Regions from separate parts of the Mus musculus genome. Here regions 2, 3, 4, 5, 6 and 7 are each linked to region 1. A link is a contact called in public Hi-C, Micro-C, promoter capture Hi-C and targeted proximity ligation data. All regions are on one chromosome and are shown on one strand. The core of a region is the stretch at or near the end of the contact, and the rest is flanking DNA. Distances in the headings are between cores, read along the strand shown. Region 1 holds the start of Asrgl1 (asparaginase like 1). Region 2 holds the start of Fads2 (fatty acid desaturase 2). Region 3 holds the start of Fads3 (fatty acid desaturase 3). Region 4 holds the start of Rab3il1 (RAB3A interacting protein (rabin3)-like 1). Region 5 has its middle 12 kb from the start of Gm50340. Region 6 has its middle 18 kb from the start of Scgb2a2. Region 7 holds the start of Slc22a6 (solute carrier family 22 (organic anion transporter), member 6).

Region 1 (2,632 bases), core at 74-2,573:
AATTTTCTAGTCAGAAGATGATTAGTGACTTTACTGTTTAGCAGGGACCGGATATTATAATAAAAGATTCTCCCAGCATCTGTTTCAAGATTTTTGAGCTTAATTTGGGGGAGGCAGAGAAAACACACAGATGCAGAGGGGTAGAGGGAGGGAATGTACACACAGGTCTCAAAGCCGAAATGGCTACATTTTATGGTATGTAGAGTCTACCTCAAGACCCACAAATACCAAAAGTCTACACCTGTAAAGCCAGCACTTGGAAGGCTGAGGCTTGAAGATGGTTTCAGGCTATGGAGGGCTCTCCAACAAGATGCCTGGCTTTTAGTATTGAATTCTTAGGGGGCAGGCTATATAAAAGGCGAATTAACAGACTTAAAAAAAATTCTCAAAACAAGTTGCTTAGTGCAAAATGAGGAAATTCAGCACTGCATCTTGCTCTAGAGTATTATTTGACCACAAAGCCAGTCAGACTGAAGGATACCGCGTCGGTGTGGACAGGAACTTGCTCCGATTTGGCATTATTCACCTGGCAAGCATAATTTACCTGCGTTGAACTCTGGGTCGTTTTCCAGGACAGTCACGGCTCCTTCCACAGCATCTACCGCGCTCCCTCCCGCCTTGAGGATTTTGTAGCCCTCGGTTGCCGCTCTGGCGATGCCCTCGCGCACCAGCTCTTTCCGGTTGGCTGAGATGTTGCTTGCTCCGCCACCATGGACTACCACCACGAGACTCACATCGATGGAGGCTAGGCATCAGGAAGAGGCGAGTGTCATTTTGTACCGGTCCAAGGGAACCAACTCAAGTGAGCAGCAGCGTCAAAGTTGTTTCCGTTCAGTGTCGTCCGTCCCCCCCCCCCCCCCCCCCCCGCTCAGTGAGAGTTTTGTTACAAAACCCCAAAGCGACCCAAGCCTCCCAGCATTCCTCCCCATGCTCTCCCACTCCGACCTGGCAGGGGCATCTGTGGCTCAGAAAGCCTGGTGTCAAGACTCCGAGCCTGCGCTTGTGCCACAGCGCTACCCCTCAGCCTCAGTTTCCCCAGAGAACACCAGCCTCTATTTCGGCGCCAGTACTGAGGTCGCATGTATCAGAGCTCCAGCCCTCCTCCCAGGAATCTCTCTGTGCCTCAGTTTCCCGGGGTCCGTGCTCTCTGTTCCAGTTCACTCCACCTAGGGTCCGGGGTACCCTGAGGACTGGACTTCCCCACGTCCTTCGGACCTGAGCTCCTCGTCTCTGGTAAATCCTACATTTTTGTTCTTGTTTCTTTTCCCATACCTCGGACTGGCGGCGCCACGGTGCCGCGGGCGCACGCCATGATGTCAAACTGGCCAAGCCACCAGGCAGCAAACCGCTCCGCCTGCAACCGCTCTGCAGGCAACGGTTCCGCGCTTGCGCACGAGGGTGGGGGCCCGGGGCGCTGCTGAGTTACCGTAAAGCCCCGGGGTCCCTAGCGCTGCGCACCAGCCTTCCGGGACTCCAGATCTAGAATAACATTGCTTTTCTACTTCCCTAGTAGCACGCGGGACCCTTTGTCTCCTTTGCCTTGAAATTATCGCATGCTCTTAAGTCTTGCTAGTTAGAATGCTACATTAAAACCTTTTCCCTTTAAGTTCCCCATCTTAATCTTTCGGAAGAGAAGAAAATAAAGTATACCTCTGCCTCTAATTTGACAGATTCTGTTCATTAGACACTCTGAGAGCCCAGAAATCCCAGCTCCTCTCCTCCTCTAAGTCTAGGGATGCCAGCTCTAAATCCTTTCATCTCTCAGTGCCCTCTTTTTGTTGACATTTCTTCTTTCCTTGCTTCCAGCAGTTGTGGCGGCAGGGGTAGAAGACCAAACACTTCGTATTCACCAAAGGGATCCTAGAGTCTAGTTTTGTTCTGATAGTCAAAGAGGGAGAACAGATGCCAGTGACATCTACAGGTTTCTGTAGCAGTGACACCTAGGAAGAATGCCCTGCTTTATTATGTAAAGCAATTTTACTTGAATTATGAGTTTGTTTTTTTCTCACAACCTTTGTTTTCTAATTTTAAATTTACTGAAGCAATATTTTATTTTCGTTATCAATCGCTTTGTACTGTTTATTGGCTAGATGAGTTGGTGTCAAAGATAGACTTTCATTTTGCAAGTCCTTCTCTCTTTAAGGTGGGGCAACCCAGGCTCATATGTTAATGAAAAGGGCTGACCTTGTGTAAGACTTCCCAACCATTACTTCTGTAGACCTCAATAAACCTCAATAAAGATGGCTTCAAATGGTCAGGACCCGGTGGGTAAGTGCCAATTTTCCTAATATTTTTTCTTGTTTCCATCTTACCACCAACTAGAGAAAAGTTGTATCTGATTCCCCTAACCATCACAAAGGGCCATCTTTTCTAGTTAGTCTATCCCTAGCTTCCCTAGGCCAAGAGCATCCAAACAGGACACAGCCTGTTTCCCCATAGAGCCCTTTCCTACCCGTTTGCCTGCTTCTGAGTCTCTACCAAAACCAGTGGCTGGTTGGTTCCTTTGCATTAGCAAGGTTTGAGTAGATTTGTCTTGTCCTCATTGGGGTGGGTTTCATTTATTGTGTTTATTTGCTACATAATTAGAGATTTCTGCTTGAAGAAAGATCATATGCAAAAGAGATGTTGGAGA
Region 2 (2,632 bases), core at 60-2,559, 970 kb after region 1:
TCAGCCTCCTCCCACTCGTCTTTCCCAAGCTCTCTCCAGCTACATCTTTTCCTCTGCTTTCAGCCCACCAAGAAAGGTGCCAAGAAAGGTCTGGCTTTCCTCTTTGACTTTGTTTCTCCTCTTACCCACCTGACTACACAATCACTTTATGGTTGGGGGTGGGGCCAGGCACGGTATGGGGTACTGTGCAATATAGGATAGCCTCCGTTCCACAGAGGTCTCAGAGACTTCAACAACCTCCATGAGTGCAAGAGGGGAAGGGTGATCCTGGCAGGATCTAAAAACAGAGGGCCATTGAGTTGAATGTCCGATAGTAACCCCAGAGGCAGATGGACCTGTTGCCAAGCCAGTCTTAGATTCACCTTCTAGATCCCCTGCGGACCTGAATTTTGCAAAATCCAGCCCGTTCGCCTTCCACCAATTCCCCACCAGGATTTCCCAGAAGGCTGGCACTTGGAGTGAGTCGGGATAATCCTCGGGAGCGTGGGAATCTGAACTACTAGGAAGTCTCTGTCGGGCAGCCATTGTGGACCTTCTTAGACAGGAGTCCAAGCAGGAGCGAGTCCTGGCCAGGAACCAGCTTTCCTTCTCCGCCCCCTGGTCTGGCAGGAGAGTCCCACATATGGCTGCCCGCTCTCAGGCTCCTCTCCCCGGCGCCCAAGGGTGGCCATCTTCCACTTGGGGAGCGCCGAACACGAAGGCTGGAGCGCCCCCTTTGGAGAGTCCCAGGCTCCGGCTGGAACAGCGCGCAGTATGCGCTGTGAACATGCACCGGGCACAGTTTACCACTGATGGGACTTCCACAGAGGTGCTAAGGCCTGGCGTCCAAAAGGCTCGGCCAAAGTCTGCCCAGTTGACCCAGAGGAGAACGATTCCAGGAGGGAGGTGAGGGCAGTTGGTACACTTTCTTTCCCTGCTGAACGTCCTGCGCTCCTTTAAGAACCGGGGATCTGTTTGGCGCCCAGGGACCCCGGGCTCCTGACACCAGCCTGCAGCAGACAAGAGTGGCTGGCACCCCCAGACTCTTACCGTAGCATCTTCTCCCGAATAGTGTCCGATGACACGGTGGCCCCCCGGGTGCCGCTGGGACCATTTGGTAACGTTGTAGACCTTGCGGTCGATGACGAGCCACCGGTCGGTGCGCAGGTTGTGCTTCTGAATCTCCTCCCAACGGAAGGTGGGCATCGGAGCCTGGCGCTCGGTGCTCCCCTCTCCCTGGTTACCTCCCTTCCCCATGCTGCCAGTCTACCCGGATGCCCCGTGCGCTACGGCCTCCGGGCGCCCGCGGCTCGCAACACCGACGGTCCCTCTCCTGGCCGCAGTGTGCGGTCGGCGCCCTCCTCGCTTTCGGCTTTTGTCTTCTACTCCTCCTCCCACCGTGCCTCCTCCCCTCGCTTTCGCTCCTCCTCGCCTTCACTAGCTAGCCAGTACCCCTGCCTTCCCTCAGGAGTACCCCTGGCTTCCCAGTGCCCCCAAGCGGTCCCCTTCCTCCGCCCACCCTAGGCCCGCCTGCTGTGGACTTTTGCCTCCGGTGAAAACTCCAGGATAGCTCAGGGCCTCGCTGCCTCCTCCCCCCACCCCTCTGGCTCCCCCCGTTCCCGGCTCCGCATCCTCCCGAGTTCCCCGCCACCCGGGTTTCCACAGTGATCAGCAGAGCGCCTGCACCAATCAGGGCTCGTCGCCCCGCCTGCCATTGGCCCAGGAGGATCTTTCGAAGGCCAGCGGGCTGGAGCGGCGGGTCCGCGGCTTCCCCCTCCCTCGCGCCCGCCCGCATGGAGTTAAGCCCTGCTGGGCGGTCGGCGACGTGTCTGACCTCCTCCTCCTCCCTTCGCTGCCTGGAGCCGGGGAAGCGGGAGTAGATCTCTGAGAAGCTGGGAGGGGAGAGCGGGGGGCGGGGGGGGGGGCGGGGGCGGCAGCTGGGCTTTTCTTTGCGCGCTTCAGAGCGCCAACGCGCTCGGCCGGGGATTTGCACCTGATGCTCGCACAAAGGAGGCGCAGCGGTTATGGTGAACAACGCTCGGCCTCCGGCTAAACAAGGCCCCCTCCTGGGCTGTCATGACTAGGTGATATTTCTGCCTGGCTAGATGGGACTCAAGTCTCCTGTATCTCACATTGTCTAAGAGATCCATATTGTTTATTGCTTTCCTGAAACCTTCCTAGAGAAAGGAGCCAGGAGTGGGTCTCTGTTTAACCAGGGCTCTGAATCCTTTCAACTTGGTCATCTTGGAAAAGAACGGTGGAATCTCTGCTTTCTTCCTCGTGCTAAGTGCCGCGGGAGTGGCTTCTGGGGAGGGTGCCAGGATAAACTGGACACCTTTCTTGTCTTCGACTGAGAAAGAGTTCACAAGCCTGGTTGGGAAACATGAAAGCAATAAAAGCCCGCGATTGATTTGACAGTAGTACACCACTTGCAGGCAAGAGAGACACTGATACCAAGGGAGTATAGTAGGAAGAAAGGCCCTATTCGCTAAAGTCTCACCACAATCCTATGATATTGTTATAGCTAACTTCAAAATGAAGAGTCTGAGGGTAAGAGAGATAAAATGGTCAAGACATACATGCTTAGCTAGTGGCCCTGTTTGGCCTCTTCCATGACCCTTTCAAGACTTTGGGCTCCCTAGCTCCACATGAC
Region 3 (2,632 bases), core at 57-2,556, 910 kb after region 1:
TCCCAGGTATCTAACCAACATTCTTTAGAGTATTGCTCGCCTCTGCTTTCCTCCTTGTCCTGTGTATTTAGGCCTGTAATAGTTGCATCTGGAGTGAATGCTTTCAGCCTTTTTTAGTCTTATTGTTCCCTAAACAATGCAGTGAACAATTATTTATAGAGCATTTACATCACATTAGACATTATTAAGAATTCAGAGCTGACTTAAAGTGTATGAGGGGATATGTGAAGGTTACATGCATATACTGGTTTTTTGTAGGCAAGAAACACAGGTTGGTTTTGTTATCCACAGGGGTGCCTTAGAGGTCAGGTCACCTACAAATCCTTAGGTAGACCAAGAGGAAATGTTTGCACATTGGAAAAAATACACTTTAAGGTTCTGAAAAGATTTGCTCCCAACAAACAGGTCTGCCTCACCTTTCTGCCCTGAGTCACACTAGGGTGGTGTGCGGGAGTCTGTTTTAACTAGCCCTCAAGGAAATTCTGATGGACCTTCAAGTTTGCCAGTTGTGAAAGCTTTTAACTTTTAAGGAACTGATGTCTGTCTCAAAGAAACATCGTACAATTGGGAACGTAGTTACACTCTCAAGAGGATTTGAATTTAATAAGTCAAAAATGTGACACCATGAATGGGGAGAACTGGGAGGTGGTGACAAGCAAGCCACCCATTGCAGACTGGACCATTCTTTCATCTCCTGAACGGCAGACCTCCACGCAGCAGTGTCCTCTGCTCCTCCTCCAGTGGCCAACCTGGGCATCCCCAATCCTGCGTACAGCCAGGAGGAGAGGCCATCTGCTCCTGCAGATTGCTTTAGATGGCTTCCTCGCGTGGATATTGAGGGTTTACTGGGGGATGAGGTCCATTGTTTGGTGGCTGTTGACAGTCACCCCAAGGTAGTGTCCTCATTTCTAGCTACCTGGGATGCCTGGTTAAAGACCGGTGACGTCCCTAACTACATTTCTCAGCCTTTCAGGGCTCAGACTTGGGCTCATTTCGGGCCCCTGCGGGTGTGCCTGGGCGCAGCGGCCTGCAGGACTCCCGTGCGCGCTGGGTCCCCATCCCCCGCCTTCTCAGTTGAGCCGAGAGTCCGAGAAACTGGGGGGGGGGGGGGGCAGTGCCCCGGGGGCAGTGCCGGGCGTGGTGGCCCCAGGCCCTCGAGGGTGGGGCAAGCCCCTTCGCGACACCGCCCTCCCCGGGCAGCCAATAGATGTGGAGGCGCCGCGCCTGGATTGGAGCGAGAGCGGGACTGGCCAGCGCGGGGGCCGGGACGAGGGGCGGGCGAGGCGAGCGCTGTCAGCGCGGTTATAAGGGAGGGAAAAGTTCCCTGCGCGGAGAGCCGGGCAGGCGCACGCTCTTACGGCGGCCGCAGCGGCAGGGCGGGGCCGGTGGGGCGGGCGGAGGAAGACCCCTGATTGCCACCTCGCCTCCCTCAGTGTCTCTCTTAGACCTTGGTCACGTACCGGGGTCCGGAGGACTTGTGTACAGCGGCAATGGGCGGTGTCGGGGAGCCCGGAGGGGGACCCGGGCCGCGGGAGGGGCCCGCACCGCTGGGGGCGCCCCTACCCATCTTCCGCTGGGAGCAGATCCGCCAGCATGACCTACCAGGCGACAAGTGGCTGGTCATCGAGCGCCGTGTCTACGACATCAGCCGCTGGGCACAGCGGCACCCAGGGGGTAGCCGCCTCATCGGCCACCACGGTGCGGAGGACGCCACGGTAAGCTAACCCACAGCCGGCGGGGTGGAGCCTGGCACTAGCGGTGGAGAGGGAGACGTTGTTCATAGGCTTGGCGTCTCATTCCACCTGCGGACCTTAGCATCCTTTTTGCTCTTTCTGACCTTTGACCCCTTCCCTGGCTCCAGAGTTGAGATGGAGCCTGAGGGAAGGAGGTCTCTTTCTTTCACGGAGGATGGGCTGTTTGGGTCAGTCTGTGGAATAAATAGATCTCAGGGAAGAATGGGCCCCCAGAGGTGGGTGTGCCGTGAGGGGCAGATTCTGCCCCAGGTAAGTACCCTCACTGTTGTACTGAGGGTTTCTTTTCTGCTCTGAGTGTCACAGACTATTTTCTGGTGCTTCCAAGAGCCTGGGGCAGGGCTGGGTCCCTAGCGATAGGGACGTGCCATCAGAAACTGGGGGCTGGGCAGCAGAGCTTGGGCAGGGCCTGGAGGTCTGTGGCTTATCCAGCACTTGTGTAGACTGTTCTGAGGGCCAGTGACTCACCTCTGCTGGGCTGGCAGCTACACGTGGGAAGACTTTGCCAGGCTGGGTGGGCCTCCACGGGAAGCACAGTCACCCCAGTCACCGACTAGCCCCTGGGGACTCTGGCTTCCCATTCTCAGTCCGTGTCTAGACAAGAAGGGATGGAACTGGCCTGAAGGACTATCTGGCTAGAGCCCAGTGGTGAAGCAATTTCCCAGACCCTTCCTCCTTCAGTCCCACTCCATGGACAAAGGTTGAGGCCATGGTGCTCTGCCCTCGACTATCCAAAATTGTAGGTTAGTCACATTGGGTACCCGGAAGGTCTTTAAGACTGGAGGGAATGATTCTCTAGTGGAAGAACTTGGTGGCAGCAGAGGAGGTTCTCTGTGTCCCAGGACTGTCATTGTCCCTCTCCTCCCGGATTCACTCCAGGC
Region 4 (2,632 bases), core at 92-2,591, 880 kb after region 1:
TTGTTTGGGGGGGGGGGTTCTTTTGTTGTTGCAGGGTTTTATTTTGGTTTGTTTTTTTGGCTTTTTGAGACAGAGTTTTTCTGTGTAACAGTCCTAGCTGTCCTGGAACTCACATTGTAGAGCAGGCTGGCCTTGAACTCAGAGATCTTGCCTGTCTTTGCCTCCAGAATGCTGGGATTAAAGGTGTGTGCCACCACACCCTGGCTTTTCTGTTTTGAAAAGAGCCACTATTAGTTGGTGAAGATGGGTCCTAGGCAAGTCAAGGTTCTGGCAGTAGAGGTCCTTTAAAGCAGGTCTCCCATTCTCCTACCATTTACCATACTGGAATTCCATAAGCCAAGCGTGTGGTCGTAGTCACTGAGGGAGCTGAGGAGAAAGTATTAGTTCAGCCCAGAAGCTGGAGACCAATCTAGGTGGTACATGACCAACACCCTCAGAGAAGAGGGGGCTAAGGGAAAGGAGAGAGGGAGGCTGGGGTTCCAGCCTGGAGAATTTCTTCGTTTCACGTGGTCCTTAGCAGTTCAGAAGGGGCGGCTGTTGTGTAGATGGATGAGTGAAATGTGTTCTTACAAGCCCAGGGAGCACTGTAGACGCTGCCTGTGGGAGCTGGTCTAGCAGTACTCAAGGAGAGGTTGACTATGGGCTCTACTTATTGGATCCTGATCTGAGGCTGAACTTCATTCAGGTCAGTGGTTAGAGCCAGGATAAAAGGAGGGCATAGGAACTGAGGGACAGGTGACTAAGCTTTTTACAAATCTTTTTTTAAGTACCTGGGACAGACAGGTGCTAGCGAAGTTGGCAGAGACGTCTCCTGTGCTTAGGATGGCTTGAAAGGCAGGGACGAACAGAGTATTCAGAGATGCAAGAGGAGGGACCTGGAAGTAGAGCTGGTAAGATTGGGCCAAGGTAGCGCTCTCTTAGCTTAAACTGCTCAACGAATGATAACTTGTTCAGGGTCTGCCCCGCCCCCTTCCCAGAAGCCCAGTGTCAATCAGGGATTGATGCCATCTAAGAGCTCCAGAGACCGGTAACAGGGCTAGAAGTCTGAATGAGGGTACAGGAGCTGTTTGTCCACTTTGAGTGACAATCTGAGCGAGAAACAGAGCTGAGACCACCCCCGAGAGCCATTGTAGGTTCTCAAACAAGGGTGGACCAAAAGTGCAAGGCAGAAAGTGATAGGGAAAGGCGGAGGCCAGCTCTGGATGCAAGATGATGGAACCAGTCCCGTTCACTCTGGCGGGTCATTGTCCCCAGGCAGCAAGAGGGACAGGGCTGGGCCGGCAAAGGGGCGGGACCGGGCACGTGGCCTGGGGCCCGCCTCTCAGACACGTGACCCGCCCAGGGCAGGGGAAGGGCTCCGGTGGGGCGGAGCCGCAAACCCAGGGCGGCCAGCGGGACAGACTGGCGGTGGAGCGATTGACAGGCGGCAGGGCAGCTCTGGGGCCCCCGGCAGAGTTGGCGGCGCGCGAGGACGCGGCTACGGCGGAGACGCTGGGATGTGGAGCGGGTAGGTCCCTGCACGCCGGTGGCTCTGCGCTCCGTCTGGGCCGTGCTGGCCTCCTGGGATGGGTGAACAGGGGCTCACTGCTGTTGTTTGCACCCCACTTGGGAGATAATCTGTACTCTCAGCCCTGCCTGCAGCAGCGAGGTGCATTGTAGCATGAGGACACACTGCAGCCCGAGAGCTGAAAGGACCTTGGCAGGACCGATCTGAGTTGCCCCAGGGTGAGAAGGGTGACCCCCTCCAACTCCTAGCTCCAGTGGAGTGCATGAGAGAAGTGGTAGTGGGGGTGGTGCATAGTAGTATGCATACCTCAAAAGTAAATCTGGGGCACGTATTTAAAGGAGAGCACACCCATGAACTCTGGAGAAGCAGTGCAGTTGAGAAAGCTAGCTGTGTCTCTCCAAGGTCCATCCCTAGCTAGTTGACTAGAACCTTCTGATTCAAGATGTGAGGTGGGTGGTACCTTCCCACAGTCTGGAGGGAGATAGGCACAGACCCTGAGTCCTGGGTGAACCCCTTTCCCACCCCTCATCCTCACTTCCATCTGTTAGGGCCATCGGTTCTTGAAGCTGACTCCTGTTCTTGGCCAGTCTAATAGGAGGAGACCTTGCTCCCTGTTCACATAGGTTGATGTTCTTTCTTGTCTAAATAGACAAACGCCTCCTCCTTCCAGGACTGCAAAGACTAGGTCTTGCGGTTGTTCCTGCTAAGGACTGTTTCAGGATAGGCAGAGGATAGGCGGAAGGAGGAGAGCCCTGGGGAGGGGAACAGGTGAGATCTATTTACTCTCACGGACCCCAGCTGATTGGAGTCGAAATGCTAGGGGAACCATGCAGCTTCGACACGGCCAGGGCACTAGAACTGAGCTCCTGTGGGGTGTGGGCTGGCTTGATCTTTTAGAGGGAGCAGAAGTCAGCCTGTGTTTCTTGGAGAGTTGCTCCAGGGAAGGAGGCTAGCTAGGCTTGGGAAGTGTTTTGGGTGGGTTCCTGGTGCCTGCCTCTGGTGGAGGCAATTGTGCTTGGAGGAATGCATGTGCCTGGGGCTGTGTGTTTGAGGAGCAGCCTGGTCTGAAGGAAGCTGTGAGCCTTTCTGCTGGGTGGACCGAGACAATTGCTGTATGGCCCTCAG
Region 5 (2,632 bases), core at 74-2,573, 780 kb after region 1:
AAAAAGTAGACCAATAGCCGGGTGTGGTGGCGCACGCCTTTAATCCCAGCACTTGGGAGGCAGAGGCAGGTGGATTTCTGAGTTCGAGGCCAGTCTGGTCTACAGAGTGAGTGCCAGGACAGCCAGGTCTACACAGAGAAACCCTGTCTCTGAAAGATCCTGACAAAATATAAAATATAAAAGGTCACAGAAGCCCTGAAATTGGCAAAATAGATTTCATTGTTAGCAGAACTAGCTTCACTGATTTAGATAAATAGAGGTGCACAATGCTCTGGCCGCTCCTTGAACCCGTGTGTCTGCCAATGTTCTGGCCTGTTCCTTGAACCCAGGTGTGTGTCCACTGCTGCACCTCACTGCCAAGTGTTTGTGATATTGGTTGCTAAGATAGAGTCAGAAAATCTCCCCAGCAACCACAGCCGGGCCAATCCAGAGTTGCTACACCTGCACCAGACTCTTTCCTTGTACCCCTCCCATACCCATTTCCTGAGAATAGACATTGTTTAGATCCCTTCTCCTTTCCCCCCTGAGGGCCTATAAAAACTGGGACTTCTTTCCCCTCGAGGTCGACTCCTCTACCCCTGCGTGGGATATGAGTCGTCCCCAGAGCTCTGGTTTTCCCCAAATAAAGCCTCATGTGGTTTGCATCAAGCTTGGTCTCTCGTGAGTTCTTGGGGGTACACTATTGTCCTGAGGCCCGAGCAAGGGGCTCCTTTCAGAGTCTTTCATTTCAGAAAAAAAAAAAAAAAAGTAGACCAATGACTGTCCAGGCCTTGGGCTCTGTTCTTTGTTGTAACCTTACAGAATAAACTCTCACGTATTCATTCATCTTCTCTCTCTCTCTCTCTCTCTCTCTCTCTCTCTCTCTCTCTCTCTCTCTCTCTGTCCCTCCTGCTCTCTTAAAGTAGCTTCCCTTTCCTCTCTCTTCTCATGAGAGCTGGACATATCCTATTCTGTCAAATCTTTTTCTGATTTGTCTGCCACTCAATTAGACATCACTTTCAAACATGGTATGTCTTTCTTCAAAGTAACTTTACTTTCATTGTCTGGGAAGAAGAAGCTCTCAGGAAATAAATTAGATCAGAAAAATAGGTAATAGTCTTCCATTTCCTCCCCTGGGACATGTGCAGGATCTATTTGGTCAGATAAGGAAACTTCTGAAAAGTCCCTCCTTAATATGAAGGCCTTTAACCCTGGCGCTCTCATTTTGAAATATTCACTATGGACAAAAAAAAAGAGTGGGGGGTGACACTTCCTGAACTCTGCACTTTCTTCCCCTGCCACAGAAGGACAGTGCAGAAGTCTACAGCCAGGTTGAAATATGTGCTGTGCTGTTTACAGAAGGGCAGTATGAGGTAATGGCTTGCACACTGCTGTGTGGCTGCGGTGGTAGGGGTGGGATCAGTGTCTCCACCTCAAAATGATAGACCTGGAGCAGACGGCAGATGGCTTCAGAAGAGTCTCCCAAGACAAATTCAGCTCCACGGAAATCAAATTTTAATTTCCGGGTTGAGAGACGAGCCCCATGCTCTGTGTCCACTAGGGGGCAGTAACTTTCTGTTTTCAGATCTGAAGCCCTTTAACTGACAAGACTTAACTCACTTCGGTGGGGAGGATTAAGGAGCCTCACTTGGCTTCCCTCCTTCACCAAGCTACTCTATAATTCAGCCTCCTAAGTCATAGTGGTCTGGAGCAGTAGGTCTCGACCTTTCTAGTGCCACCACCCTTTAACACAGATCCTCATGTCCTGGTGAACCAACCGTAAAGTTTGTCCAGACTTCATAACTGTAATTTTGCTACTGTTATGAATCATAATGTAAATATCTGATATGCAACCCTGAGAAAGGGTCTCTCGACCCTCCTAGAGATCATGACCCATAGATTGAAACCCATTGATCTGGAGTACTAAGGAGGAAAATAAGTGTCCTGTTGTTAGCAAGTGGGGCCTGAATGTTCCCAGACTTGTTTTTGGGATCCCCTCACTACCCTAATAATGTCAACTTGATAATGGTTGACCTGTCCCCCCTAAAGACTACACAGCTTCATAACTGAAACTGACGCTTTGTAACAGAGCAAGCAGCCAAGAGAGCTGGGTGGCTACTTTCTAGCGCATGAAAATTCAGTAATGTGCGCAGAAATGGCCGTTGTCAAAGTCAGTTTTCTTAGCAGTACAGTAAGAGGAAGCTCCTAAGAATCTGAGGGTCTGGTCTTGGTGGGTACAATCCAGAGCCATCTACTCCCTTGTGTGGGTACTAACATGCAGATGAGCTGGCAGCAACCCTGTAATATCAGAGCTAGATCATGCAAAACCCTAATCAGAATAAGAGTCCACTAAATTTCATGAAATCTGTTATCTCAATTGAATCTAAGCTAAGTTCCTTAAAATTCTGGTTTGGGGGCTGAAGAGACAGCTCAGCGGTTAAGAGCATTGGCTGCTCTTCCAGAGGTCCTGAGTTCAATTCTCAGCAACCACATGGTGGCTCACAACCGTCTGTAATGGGATCCAGTGCCCTCTTCTGGTGTGTCTGAAGAGAGTGACAGTGTACTCACATATATTAAATAAATAAACAAACAAGTAAAAAAATTTTTTTAATTCCAGTTTGGTGAACTTTGGATTTTTTTAGAGCAGGAAAAT
Region 6 (2,632 bases), core at 73-2,572, 730 kb after region 1:
CTTTTTGAGCTAACTCAACTCCCTTTACCCGCCCCTCCCCCAATGCACCACCATCATGCATGATGGTTTGGGGTTGGGGGAGCCCTGAATGTCTATTGGGGCAAGGCTTTATAGTAAGCAATAAGCAGGGAGTACATATGCAAGCATCTAATTGGAAAGCTCCTGTGACCTTTAACATAATTGACTGGTGCTGGGAGTCATATCATAAACTTAATTTCTGTTCCCCTCTGCATTGGTGGTCATTAGGCAGGGGGTGGGCTTATAACCTGGGGGTGTAGATTTGTTGGGGGAATAACCTGGAGACACTGGTCTTGTTGAGGGTGTAGCCTGGAACCTCTGGTCATGTTAGAGATTAGCCTAGAGACTGGAGCTAGGCTGGGGTTTTGGGGGAAGCAACTTGGGAGACTAATGCTACGTACCAGCCTGTTAGTTTACCTGAGTTCAAACTTAGGTCAGTTTCTCTAAAATGAAATCTGAACTTAAACGATTTGGGATCTCAGAGGCAGTAAGCATCAAAGACAACAATTACTTCAGGAGAATAAAAGTTACATTTACAGCCTATGGTTGTTAGTCCCATTGAAGGAGAGTAAAGACCATTCTCAAACTCTTTGGACAAATTACTCAAGCTTTATTTTCTGCCAGACAGGGCAATTTCCCTAGAGTGAGGTTTGAGAAAAATAGTGTTGAACACAAAAGATGAGGTTTATATTAGCCCCAAAACTGCAAGGCCGGAGGAGTTTCAAGGGTTGGAGGATTTCCAGAGGAATTCTAGTTATGTAGAAACTTGAACATTTCAAAATCATTTTACAGAACATTTTATCAGAGTAGTGGTCAGGGTATAGAGTGTAGAGCATGGAAAATATCATAAAATGAAGGGAGTCCTGGTCAAACCCAAGTTTTACAGAAAATAGGAATTAATTTATTTTGACCTTGTAATAAGATGACTACTAATCTTAAGATAATCACCCTGGCCCAACACAGCCTTATCACCCCACATAGAAAAACTCTACTTAAACTATATGTACGTATACACGTACATTTATGTATGTATTTTAAAGAAACAATGTTTCCCTGTGCCTTGTTCAATTATCCTTGGTAGCTTTTTTTTTAATTCCTCTTTCCTCCCTCTTACTCTATATTGCCCCCCACTAATTAATTAAAAGTTTCCCTGCCCTGTTTTTCCCATTTCCCCTTCAAAGCACCTGTATTAGGGTTCTAAAAAGAAACAGAACTGAATGCACACACACACACTCACACTCACTCACTTGCAGAGACAAATTTATTGGAATGTCTACCCAGGCTGTAGTCTGACTATTCCAAAAATGACTGACTCCTAACTGGGGAATCTAATAACTGTTCAGTCTGTGAGGCTGGATGTCTCAGCTGGTCTTCAGTACATGCCAGAACCAAAGAAACAGGCTCTGATTCCAGTGAAGAAGTGAACTTCCCAGTGAGAGGACAAGTAGGCAAAGAACAAGCTCTTCCTTCTATGGCCTCTATTTAGGCTGCCACCAGAACCTGTAGCACAGATTTAAAGGTGTGGCCTCCTACCTCAAATGATCCAATCAAGAAAAATCTCTCGGGCTGGTGAGATGGCTCAGCGGGTAAGAGCACCCGACTGCTCTTCCGAAGGTCCGAAGTTCAAATCCCAGCAACCACATGGTGGCTCACAACCATCCGTAATGAGATCTGACGCCCTCTTCTGGAGGGTCTGAAGACAGCTACAGTGTACTTACATGTAATAAATAAATAAATAAATCTTAAAAAAAAAAGAAAAAAAAACAAGAAAAATCTCTCGCAGTTATACATACTCAGCAGCTTGGGTTTTAGCTAATTCCAGATGTATGCCATCAAGCTGACAACCAAGAATAGCCATCACAACATCCAACATCTTACTATCCCTGTCTCCCTTGCCCTACATGGTCCCTTTTCACTTCCCTGGTTTCTGTAGCTACTCCAGGTTATATGCTCACATCTGCAGATTCAAAGCTAAAATCCACAAATAAGAAAGTGATTCACTTTTTGGGTCTGAGTTCCCTCACTAAATATAACATTTTCTAGTTCCATCCATTTAACAATATAATTCCAAACAGCATTAGTGGGGTATTGCAAATATTAGGATAAATTCCCAGATTCTTTGTGGAATGCCATCACATTGAAGTTCAATCTTTATAAGTAGGTTCATTTTAAGAAACACTACTCATAGCCAGGTGTGGTGGCGCACGCCTTTAATCCCAGCACTTGGGAGGCAGAGGCAGGCGGATTTCTGAGTTCGAGGCCAGCCTGGTCTACAAAGTGAGTTCAGGACAACCAGGACTATACAGAGAAACCCTGTCTCGAAAAAACCAAAAAAATAAATAAATAAACATCATGAATTTTGTAGGCAAATGGATGAAACTAGAAAATATCCTGAGTGAGGTAACTAGACCCAAAAGAACATGCATGGTATGTATTCACTGATAAGTGGATATTAGCCAAAAAGTACAGAATGCCCAACTGTAAGAAGTGTGACAAGCAGAAATGTCCAAGTGAGGTGGCTTCAATCCTACTCAGAAGGGAGAAGAAAATAATCACAGGTGGCTGAAGGAGGGAGAGACCTGAGTGGGAGAGAGGGAGGGGAGAAGGGGTATTA
Region 7 (2,632 bases), core at 100-2,599, 520 kb before region 1:
TAGTTCTCGTGGCAATCTATCTGTTTTGTTTTCTCTTATTCCTTTTTTTTTTTTTTCCTTTTGAGACAGGGTTTCTCTGTGCAGCCCTGGCTGTCCTGGAACTCACTCTTATTCCTTTTCTTATTTACATGTTCCTGGTAGCCTAGGCTAAGATCTTAAGCAAGAATAATGGGTAAGAAACCATCCCTTAAGATGGGGTCACTACGAACTTATCCTGGGGAAAACCAATGCTTTTCTTTTTAAGTCATTTACAAAACTATTATGATAGATAATAACTTTCCCAACAATAACATTTCATATGGCTACACATGTGCCATCAAAGGTGAATTTTGGTATATGGTAAAGAAAGCCTTAATTAGAAAGAATTAAAATAGTTTAAATTTATGCATTGAAGATCTATAAAAAAAATCAGGCATTAGATGTTAAATAATAATTGACCATATGGGGCTGGAGAGTTAGCTCAGCGGCTAAGAGCACTGACAATAAAGATTTATTAACCTGCTCTTGGAAATATGTCACTAGCCTTGGATGACTGCCCCACTGAACACATCCTTTTAGAATTATTATATTTTGATTATTTATATTAATAATGATGTTACCTGTTCTGTTTGTAATTTACTGAATACATAGCTCCAGAGTTGTAATGCTTGGATGATTTTTGTGTTTTCCTGTGCCAAATGATTTTTGTTGGTATTTGTGATTGTTTCACTTGATACAGTTTCTAAGAGATGTAATGTTTGGGTTTTTAATGTATAAAATCCCCTGCTTGAGAGCTGCAAAATACACTCAGATTCAAACTGCCTCTGTGTTTGTTTCTGTTTGTCACCGCTGAATCCTTACCCACCTAGCTTCAAGGACCCTCATTCCAGGGACCCCCCCACCCGATGGGGTGGTCCGTAGCAAAAAAGAATACACTACTCCCAGTCAGATCAGTTTCAAATCAGTGTATAATTTTAAATATAAACATGGCCTGTTCAATATCAGGGCTACACTTTTTTAAAAAAATTAACCATCAATATGACATTCAGGTTCAACAGGACTTGCTATGTTTTCTCTGGTGTTATACCAGAAGACAGACTATGGTATCCACAGAAACCCTTCAGAAGGCCACCACATTTCCCAGAGCACAGACTGCCCAATAGAAAAAAGACAGGAGGTCCCACCTTTCCCCTTCTGCATCTGTTGCCCAAATGGCCTCCCTTGGTGAGTCCACTCACTCCCAGTCTCATCCATCCTCCCTTGCCCTTCATTCCCAATTGGAGAAATTCCACTGACACAAGGAATACTCACAGGGTTAATCCTTCTGACACCAAGTCACACTTTAACTCATTGTCATCAGGACAAAGATTAAACGCTGCCTGCGTAAGAGTCAGGGCTCCAGCAGACCCTGAAAGCTGAGCTGTCCAGACCCCCGAAGTGAAGAAAAGAGGCGAGGGCAAGGGAGGGCCAGAACCAGGGGAGAGAGAAAGGAGGGGCAGCCCACCAGCCCGCTGTCTCGCCACAGAACCGGCTCAGCTCCAACTCCAGGAGTCACTCAGCTGCAGAGGCAGTGGCAGCCCTACTCCTCAGGCAAAGGGCAGCAGACAGACAGACAGAGGTCCTAGGACTGGAGGTCCTCAGGCATTGACCACTCAGCCTGGCCCAGCCCCATGGCCTTCAATGACCTCCTGAAACAGGTGGGGGGTGTCGGACGCTTCCAGCTGATCCAGGTCACCATGGTGGTTGCTCCCCTACTGCTGATGGCTTCCCACAACACCCTGCAGAACTTCACTGCTGCTATCCCCGCTCACCACTGCCGCCCACCTGCTAATGCCAACCTCAGCAAAGATGGAGGTCTGGAGGCCTGGCTGCCCCTGGACAAGCAAGGACGACCCGAATCTTGCCTCCGCTTTCCTTTCCCGCACAATGGCACAGAGGCCAATGGCACCGGAGTCACAGAGCCCTGCCTTGATGGCTGGGTCTATGACAACAGCACCTTCCCTTCAACCATCGTGACTGAGGTAAGAATTTTGGGGCTTTCTCTCCATGTGACACTATTTCACCTCCTACACAGACAAAGGGGAAGACACACACACATACACACACACACACACACACAGAGTCAAAGTTTCTCAGGGGCCAAGATCAGAAGATGAAATTAAAACATTCAAGAGAATGGTATTTGTAGAAAGGGTGGATGCGGAAGGTGATGAGTGCTGTAAGTGATCTTACCTCTCAGGAACTGTGAGACAAACAGCAAAAAGAATCATTACTGAAAGAGGGTGACATGGACCCTGGAGGCCTTCCTAGAGGAGGTTGAAGGGTTTCCCTGCATCGTGCTCTTCTCTGTTCAACCCTGGCTTACCTCTCCCCACAGTGGAACCTTGTGTGCTCTCATCGGGCCTTCCGCCAGCTGGCCCAGTCCCTGTTCATGGTGGGAGTGTTACTGGGAGCCATGATGTTTGGCTACCTGGCGGACAGGTCAGTCCTGGGTAAGCCAAAGAGCTGGGCTAAACTGGGATTGGGGGCCCCTGGCTGGTTTTAAGGCAAGAGTGGCTGGCATAAGTGCAAGACTCAGGATTCTTCTTAGGTCCTCAGAAGACTGCAGCCTGGGGCATCACCCTAGGCAGCTACTCCTCTCCTGTGTAGCTCA

Evidence for each region. Promoter capture Hi-C pulls out the DNA fragments that hold promoters and counts their contacts. Hi-C and Micro-C count contacts between places; a contact is called where the count stands out from the background. Capture Hi-C pulls out chosen DNA fragments and counts their contacts.
Region 2: a promoter capture Hi-C map of pre-B cells shows a contact between it and region 1. A contact is called at or near these places in 5 of 39 promoter capture datasets (the C10 cell line, the HPC-7 cell line, cranial neural crest and 2 more) and 5 of 130 datasets of targeted methods (T-cell acute lymphoblastic leukemia, astrocytes, large pre-B cells and 2 more).
Region 3: a Hi-C map of pro-B cells shows a contact between it and region 1, with 6 times the contacts expected there. A contact is called at or near these places in 9 of 39 promoter capture datasets (the C10 cell line, the HPC-7 cell line, cranial neural crest and 3 more), 6 of 484 Hi-C or Micro-C datasets (the G1E-ER4 cell line, cortical neurons, embryonic stem cells and 2 more), 2 of 130 datasets of targeted methods (astrocytes and pancreatic cancer cells) and 1 of 9 other capture datasets (embryonic stem cells).
Region 4: a Micro-C map of embryonic stem cells shows a contact between it and region 1, with 5 times the contacts expected there. A contact is called at or near these places in 2 of 39 promoter capture datasets (the C10 cell line and hippocampal neurons), 1 of 484 Hi-C or Micro-C datasets (embryonic stem cells), 2 of 130 datasets of targeted methods (the NIH/3T3 cell line and astrocytes) and 2 of 9 other capture datasets (embryonic stem cells and pancreatic islet).
Region 5: a targeted proximity ligation map of the SCID.adh cell line shows a contact between it and region 1, with 11 times the contacts expected there. A contact is called at or near these places in 12 of 39 promoter capture datasets (the C10 cell line, the HPC-7 cell line, HPC-7-derived erythroid cells and 7 more), 3 of 484 Hi-C or Micro-C datasets (embryonic stem cells, myocytes and nephron progenitors), 4 of 130 datasets of targeted methods (the 230-238 cell line, the SCID.adh cell line, astrocytes and 1 more) and 3 of 9 other capture datasets (adipose tissue, embryonic stem cells and liver).
Region 6: a contact with region 1 is called in a promoter capture Hi-C map of cranial neural crest. A contact is called at or near these places in 16 of 39 promoter capture datasets (the 3T3-L1 cell line, the C10 cell line, the HPC-7 cell line and 12 more), 2 of 484 Hi-C or Micro-C datasets (the G1E-ER4 cell line and large pre-B cells), 5 of 130 datasets of targeted methods (the 230-238 cell line, embryonic limb bud and embryonic stem cells) and 4 of 9 other capture datasets (adipose tissue, embryonic stem cells, liver and 1 more).
Region 7: a contact with region 1 is called in a promoter capture Hi-C map of liver, with 2.6 times the contacts expected there. A contact is called at or near these places in 3 of 39 promoter capture datasets (the 3T3-L1 cell line, cranial neural crest and embryonic stem cells) and 4 of 9 other capture datasets (adipose tissue, embryonic stem cells, liver and 1 more).

The regions. Positions count from the first base shown.
Region 1 is chr19:9,134,243-9,136,874 of GRCm38.p6, forward strand. Asrgl1 (asparaginase like 1) reads right to left here and starts at 1,324. Exons shown (of 7, transcript NM_025610.3): 1 at 1,273-1,324; 2 at 545-745. The coding sequence starts at 1,312.
Region 2 is chr19:10,100,194-10,102,825 of GRCm38.p6, forward strand. It overlaps Fads2 (fatty acid desaturase 2), which reads right to left and starts at 1,310. Exons shown (of 12, transcript NM_019699.2): 1 at 1,030-1,310. The coding sequence starts at 1,236.
Region 3 is chr19:10,040,242-10,042,873 of GRCm38.p6, forward strand. It overlaps Fads3 (fatty acid desaturase 3), which reads left to right and starts at 1,307. Exons shown (of 12, transcript NM_021890.3): 1 at 1,307-1,715. The coding sequence starts at 1,491.
Region 4 is chr19:10,016,853-10,019,484 of GRCm38.p6, forward strand. Rab3il1 (RAB3A interacting protein (rabin3)-like 1) reads left to right here and starts at 1,342. Exons shown (of 10, transcript NM_144538.3): 1 at 1,342-1,507. The coding sequence starts at 1,497.
Region 5 is chr19:9,910,063-9,912,694 of GRCm38.p6, forward strand. No RefSeq gene overlaps it. Among named protein-coding and RNA genes, the nearest start is that of Gm50340, 12 kb to the left of the region's middle.
Region 6 is chr19:9,864,314-9,866,945 of GRCm38.p6, forward strand. No RefSeq gene overlaps it. Among named protein-coding and RNA genes, the nearest start is that of Scgb2a2, 18 kb to the left of the region's middle.
Region 7 is chr19:8,616,647-8,619,278 of GRCm38.p6, forward strand. Slc22a6 (solute carrier family 22 (organic anion transporter), member 6) reads left to right here and starts at 1,350. Exons shown (of 10, transcript NM_008766.3): 1 at 1,350-2,000; 2 at 2,357-2,460. The coding sequence starts at 1,650. All of the region lies in intron 1 of Gm36394 (a long non-coding RNA gene), which reads right to left.